2 separate regions of the Ovis aries genome follow, and region 2 is linked to region 1. The links are chromatin contacts, called in public Hi-C maps. All regions are on one chromosome and are shown on one strand. The core of a region is the stretch at or near the end of the contact, and the rest is flanking DNA. Distances in the headings are between cores, read along the strand shown.

Region 1 (2,873 bases), core at 110-2,609:
ATCACATTAGAAAGGATTTTTAAAAAATAACCATATAAAAATGAGAATATAAGTACAACAGAAGTATGACATTTGTTAAGCTAATGTTCAAAGTCATACAGTTTTTGTTTTTTTAAAGTGTTGAATTTACCTTATTTTAAAGGCCTTTCTGAGATCTTGAAGAGCAATGCCTGAAAACTTAGCAGATCTGAGTCTAAACGGAGGTGAAGAACTCAGCGCACCTAAAAATCACCACAGAATAATGCTTGTGAAAACATCAACCACTCAAAATAAGACTCATAAGCTCTTTTTCACTCACCTTTAAAATGAAAGCAAATGAAAGAATGTCAAAGTATGTGAAATATAACTGACATTTTTCTCTACATTTATGTTATCTACTATTCATTTCAAATTATACTCAAAGAACACGGTACAAAGAAAAAAAGCAAAATTCAACAAACAGCATATTTAAGAATACTTAACTAGTGAAGAACAGCTTCATAATAGTTTCATAAAGACAGAACTGGATTCGCCGCTCTTGCTACTCTCCAGAGGTACCCAACCCCGGGACAGTGTCTAGACACGCGCCTGTTTCTAAGTGTCTTCTCCGTCCCAGATCTTGAGTGATCTTGGCAGATTTGAGAGGAAGTGATTTGTTTTGAGTATTGAGGGCACGTTTCCAAGCACCTCACATGGTCAAGGGAAAGGATCCTCCACGCTTCCCCCACCCACCCCTGTCACTGTGTCTACTATTTCGATCTGAAATAGTCATTCACGAGGTGGGTGGGGTAACAGCTGTTCAAGGGAAGCTTACTTTTTTACAGGAAGGAAAAAAAAAAAAGAAAAAAGTTAAGGCAGTGACGTCTCCCCGGAGAAGATTAAAGCCCTGAGGCGGCGGCGCCGGGCAGCTTCCTCAACTACCAGAGTCTAGACTGGGCTCGCGCGCCCCTGTCAGCCTCCCCCTCAGTTGGTCCCCAGACACTGTGGCCATTTCGGTCAGAGCACCTCGGCTGCTACCAGAGGCTGAAGAGCGGGGCTGTTCAGGGCCCTCGGTCCGCGGCTTCGGTTCCGAGTGATTTCGCGGCCCTCCTGTGCCTACTTACCTGGCCTTCCTGCCCCGGGATGGTGTCGTGGCGGCACCATGAGCGGACCCGGCCTGGACCCGCCGCCGCCCAGGGCCACGGCCGCGGCCTCAGACTCAGAGAGCTCTCTCACCGCCTGTCATTGCGCTGCGCGCAGGCCCAGCCCCAGAAGCCGCGGTGGCCCTCGGGGCGACACTGCCGATGCCAACCGGCTCCACTCGGTTCGGGAGGGCTGGGGGCTGGCGAAGGTAAGGAACCGCGCAGACAGCGATGGCCGCGGAGGCCCGGAGCTGGACCCTGGCCCCGGCCCCGCCCCCGGCCGGCCAGCCTGCCAGCCCTGCCTGCGGCCCCGCCCCTCTCCCCGGACTGTGGCGCACGGGTTTCGTCACGACTGCGCGACTGCAGGCCGCGGGACGGTGTACCTCTAGGGTAGTTTGTCTATAGACAGGCGCTGGGCACAGAGCGAGAAGACGCCGCTGGGACTGCAAGAGAGGAGATGGGAAGAAGGGAAGCTGGGCGCGGTGGAATGAGAAGAGGGAAGAAGGCGTGGGTGGTTGAAATGGAGCGAAGGACCAGGGAAGTTCTTGAGCCTCCAGATGCCCCGCACCAAGACAACAGCTAACAACTGCATTTGTTACAAAATTCGGTCAGGAAACTCTCAATAGTTCTTCCTCGAGAAGAAGACGGAAGAGTAGAATGGCTTGGGAGAACTTTTGCGTTCTGGAGAGCAGACTGGCCTGGGAGAACTTTCGCTTTCTGGAAACTCGTGTATGTAAAATAGATCGCAGGTTCGGGAATTAGAAGTTCTGTCAGTAAGGGCAAACTATTTCACCTCCCTGGCCCTCAGATTACTGAAAAGTAGGCATAATAATAGTACCTGCCTCGTCTATTGATTTGTATATATGCTAGGATTACTTGAGCATACAAATGTGAAGGGTTTAGATAATTCATGCAGGTAGAACACAAATGTTAATAATTATTAAATTGTACAGATTTTTAAAATTAGCTTTAAAATATCCCATAAGAAAAAGCCTTGACCAGCGTCCTGATATGTATTTAGAAAACGAAAATGAGACCAGAAGTTTCTTCACTGGAATTGTCTACTACCAGCACATTTGTAACATCTTTATGAGGTGGTGTGAAGAAATTTAAGTTTTCTTCTGTCACAATGTAGTATATTTCTTATCTTCTAAATTGCTCCTGTTTTATTGAAATTGAATATATTAAATTTGTTCCGTTAACTAGTACAGCAATACCATTGAACATTTTTTGTGTTGACCCAGTCAATTTCTAATAAACTGTCAGCATTAACGGAGAAGGCAATGGCACCCCACTCCAGTACTCTTGCCTGGAAAGTCCCATGGATGGAGGAGCCTGGTAGGCTATAGTCCATGGGGTCGCTGAGAGTCGGACACGACTGAGGGACTTCACTTTGACTTTTCACTTTCATGCATTGGAGAAGGAAATGGCAAGCCACTCCAGTGTTCTTGCCTGGAGAATCCCAGGGACAAGGGAGCCTGGTGGGCTGCCGTCTATGGGGTCGCACAGAGTCAGACACGGCTGAAGTGACTTAGAAGCAGCATCAGCATTAAGCTCCTCTAATAAATATTCAGAAAGATATCATGCAGAATAAAAAATCATAACCATTTAAATTACTTAGGGGAAATTTGTTTGCAGACATTGATCAAATTATTCCAGTAGATGCTTTATTCTTGTTTCTTTAGAGTGGCAGGCCCATAGTAGACTGAAAAAAAATAGTAGCATTATGAATACCTTCCAGGATCTAAGAATTAGGAAAATTAGGTTGTACTT
Region 2 (2,873 bases), core at 111-2,610, 160 kb after region 1:
ATTATAATTTCTATTGCTCTTAATACAGTTTGTATGTTTTGCCACTAAACTGTAAACCCGGCAGTGGAGAGAACTTGTTCATTTTGTGCCTACTGAATATTAATGGTCAGCATAGTCCCTGCCCTAATAGAATGGGTGAGCAATTCTTATTTGCCAAATGAATGAAAAGCTTAAATTCCATTGCCCAGGCTGGTCTAACACCACTCTATGTTATCTTCTGAAGCAATCAGACATCCTTTCTTAGGAAAAATGTTATTTCAGTCACCTATAAGTGAATCCATATGGTTTATCAGAAGATAAACCAGAAGAGAAAAAAGCTATTAATATTATAGGTTTCCTAGGTGGGGGGAGGTCCCAGACCAACACCTAGGAACTGGGTAGAAATGCAAATTACTAGGCCCCACTCCAGACCACCTAATCAGAGAACTCAAGGGATGTAGTCCAGCATTCTGTGCTTTAACAAGCCTTCCACGGAATTCTGATGCACACTTTGAGAAGTTTAAATGTCACTGTTCTAGGCTTTCTAGTTTTTTTTTTTTAATTAAAAAGTTTGGTCCTTAATCCGTCGTTTCATCCTGCAAGTAGAATAGTACAACCTAAAACTACCCCGGAGAGTACTTTTTTCTCCTCATTCAAAGCCACCAAAGGCTTACATTCCTGTGAGGTGTGCCTTCCTCGTGGGCACAGGCCTGCCCTCCGGGTGGCCTACAATCTAACCCTTGCAGTAACACTTGTAATGTGCCACGTTGTAACAATGCGTAAGTGTAACTGAAGAAAACAAAACAAAACAAAACAGTACCAAGGCAGAGGAGCCACGGTGCAAGCCTTTGTTCCTCTCTCCTCCAACGGCTCACCCTCCGTCTGATATAGCTCTTTTCCAACCAGAAAAGGAGCCGCTCAAGATATAAAATCGGATGGGTGCCGCTGACAAGGTTTTCAATTAGGCCGTTTTCGTCGGAGCACCGGAAGATAGTTGTGGCTGTGGAATGCGATTCCATTGCTTCCTCAACCTAGCGCAGAAGTACTTGCAACGAAAAACCCCTTCCAGCTTCAGAAGGAGAACTGGAGACTCGGGCAGACCTACCCAACCCTACCTGGAGAACACCCGAAGTGGACTACCTCACCTTCGGAATGGGAGCGGCAGCCGGCGGCGCTCCTCAGTGCGCATGCTCTCTCGCCCCGCCCGCTCGGAGCCGGAAGGGGGAGCGCTCGAGGCCTAGGCCTGTCCTGGCCGGGGCGTCGGCACTGGCGGCCATCTTGGCTTCCCGGGGAAAGGCGGTGTGAGGGGAAGAAGTTGTAGGGTGGGGGCAGGAGTGAGGAGGAGGGGAGAGAGAGGGGGAGGAGGCCGCGGCGGGGCAGGGCGGGGACTGCCTGCCTGCCCGGGTTGCGGAAGTGGTAGCCGCTGACCGAGCCTGCTTCTCTCTCGCTACTGCTTCGGCTTCCCGGCTCCCCCCCAGACGGAGAGGGTGGCCCGGCCGTGGATGGTCAGATAGCTTCCACCTCCCGCCGCCCATCCCTGGCCCCAAACGGCACGGAGCAGACGGCGGCAGCAGCAGCAGCAGGCGAGGAGGAAGATGGCGGGACGGCTGCCGGCCTGTGTGGTGGACTGTGGCACGGGGTAAGGGGGCTGATGGGCGGGGGTGGGGAAACTGAGGCGGAGGCAGGAAAATGGCGGGGCCGGGAGGAGGCCGGGAGATGAATGGAGCGGCAAGGTGCTGCCGCCGGCTGTGTCAGCCCGGGCCGCGCCGGGTGGCGAGGGGTGGGGCCCGCAGTCAGGGCCTCCCTCATCCCCCGCGCTGCACCCTCTGGGAGCCGGGCGGCGGCGCGGGGCCCAGAAACCCCGGGGAGCGGCTTCCTCCGCGCCACCCCTCCCGGCCCTTCCCCCACCGCGGTGGGCAGCGCCGCCCGAGGGGCTGCGGGGACGGGCGCCTCCCCGGGGCCCGCGGTCGCGTGGGGGTGGTCTTCGAGCCCCGCACAGCCGACCCTCCTTTGCCCGGTGCCCTTTCCTGCCCGTAGGTTTGGAGACCGGGGGGAATGGAGCGCGGGGACTGGCCGGGCAAAGGAGCGAGAAAAGAGAAGCGCTCCTTGTAGGTTTTGCAAGATTGCTGTGACAACATTCTACCCGGGGTGTGGGAGGGGAAAGGGAAGAATCGGACCCTGAAAATGGGAACCTAGATCGGGGCTTTCATTGGACCACCCACCTCCTCTTCCTTTTCGACTCCCGGTCTTTTCCATCTCCCACTACGTTCCTACCGGCCAACCAACTCACATTTTAATTTGAGAGAAAGATGTCATGTGTTACTTCTCTTGCCTCAAAAAAGTCCCCCAGTGAGCAAGCGCGCTGCAACTTCCTTAGTTTTGTCAAAGCCGCTTCCTGCTTTCAGTCTTTTATACCCTTATAAGGTAGTTTTTCGTTTCCAACCTGAACACATCTTATTAGAACTTTCAAAATCAAGCAGTTTTCAAATAGGCTGAGGTACTGGTGCTAGGTATGAATTTCTGTGAACTTAAAAAGTATATTTGCGTTGCACTGAGAGGAAGGAAGTGAAGCACCCAGGAAAATTAAGTTGTATAGGTTCATTCTGTGACCGTGTCTTAAGGAGAGAAGGAAGGTAATAGAGTTGTAAAGGGAGGTACTTGCTTTTCAAGGAGTTATTATGGATCTGCAGTGTAGTTTACTAAAGTATATAACGGTGTGGAAGTGGTCGTTCCTTTTGTATTAATAGGCGTTTATAGCACACTTTATACTATCGTAGAAAATATTGCCTGTGTTTTAATGCAGAGTGACTGCTTTATGTTTCACTATTGGAAGTGTTTTCTTGTGCTTGTGAATGCTGTGCTGATACATGATTACTTCTCCAATTCCCCCAATT

The links. A called contact is a pair of places that touch in the nucleus more often than the background predicts.
Region 2: a Hi-C map of hypothalamus shows a contact between it and region 1, with 2.5 times the contacts expected there. The contact joins the promoter of ACTR3 here to the promoter of SLC35F5 in region 1. A contact is called at or near these places in 4 of 16 Hi-C or Micro-C datasets (hypothalamus, muscle and tail adipose tissue).

The regions. Positions count from the first base shown.
Region 1 is chr2:178,827,959-178,830,831 of ARS-UI_Ramb_v3.0, forward strand. SLC35F5 (solute carrier family 35 member F5) reads right to left here and starts at 1,360. Exons shown (of 16, transcript XM_004004742.5): 1 at 1,083-1,360; 2 at 131-221. The coding sequence starts at 1,122.
Region 2 is chr2:178,988,813-178,991,685 of ARS-UI_Ramb_v3.0, forward strand. ACTR3 (actin related protein 3) reads left to right here and starts at 1,361. Exons shown (of 12, transcript XM_015093450.4): 1 at 1,361-1,618. The coding sequence starts at 1,575. LOC114113196 (a long non-coding RNA gene) reads right to left here and starts at 2,279. Exons shown (of 7, transcript XR_009599373.1): 1 at 1,125-2,279.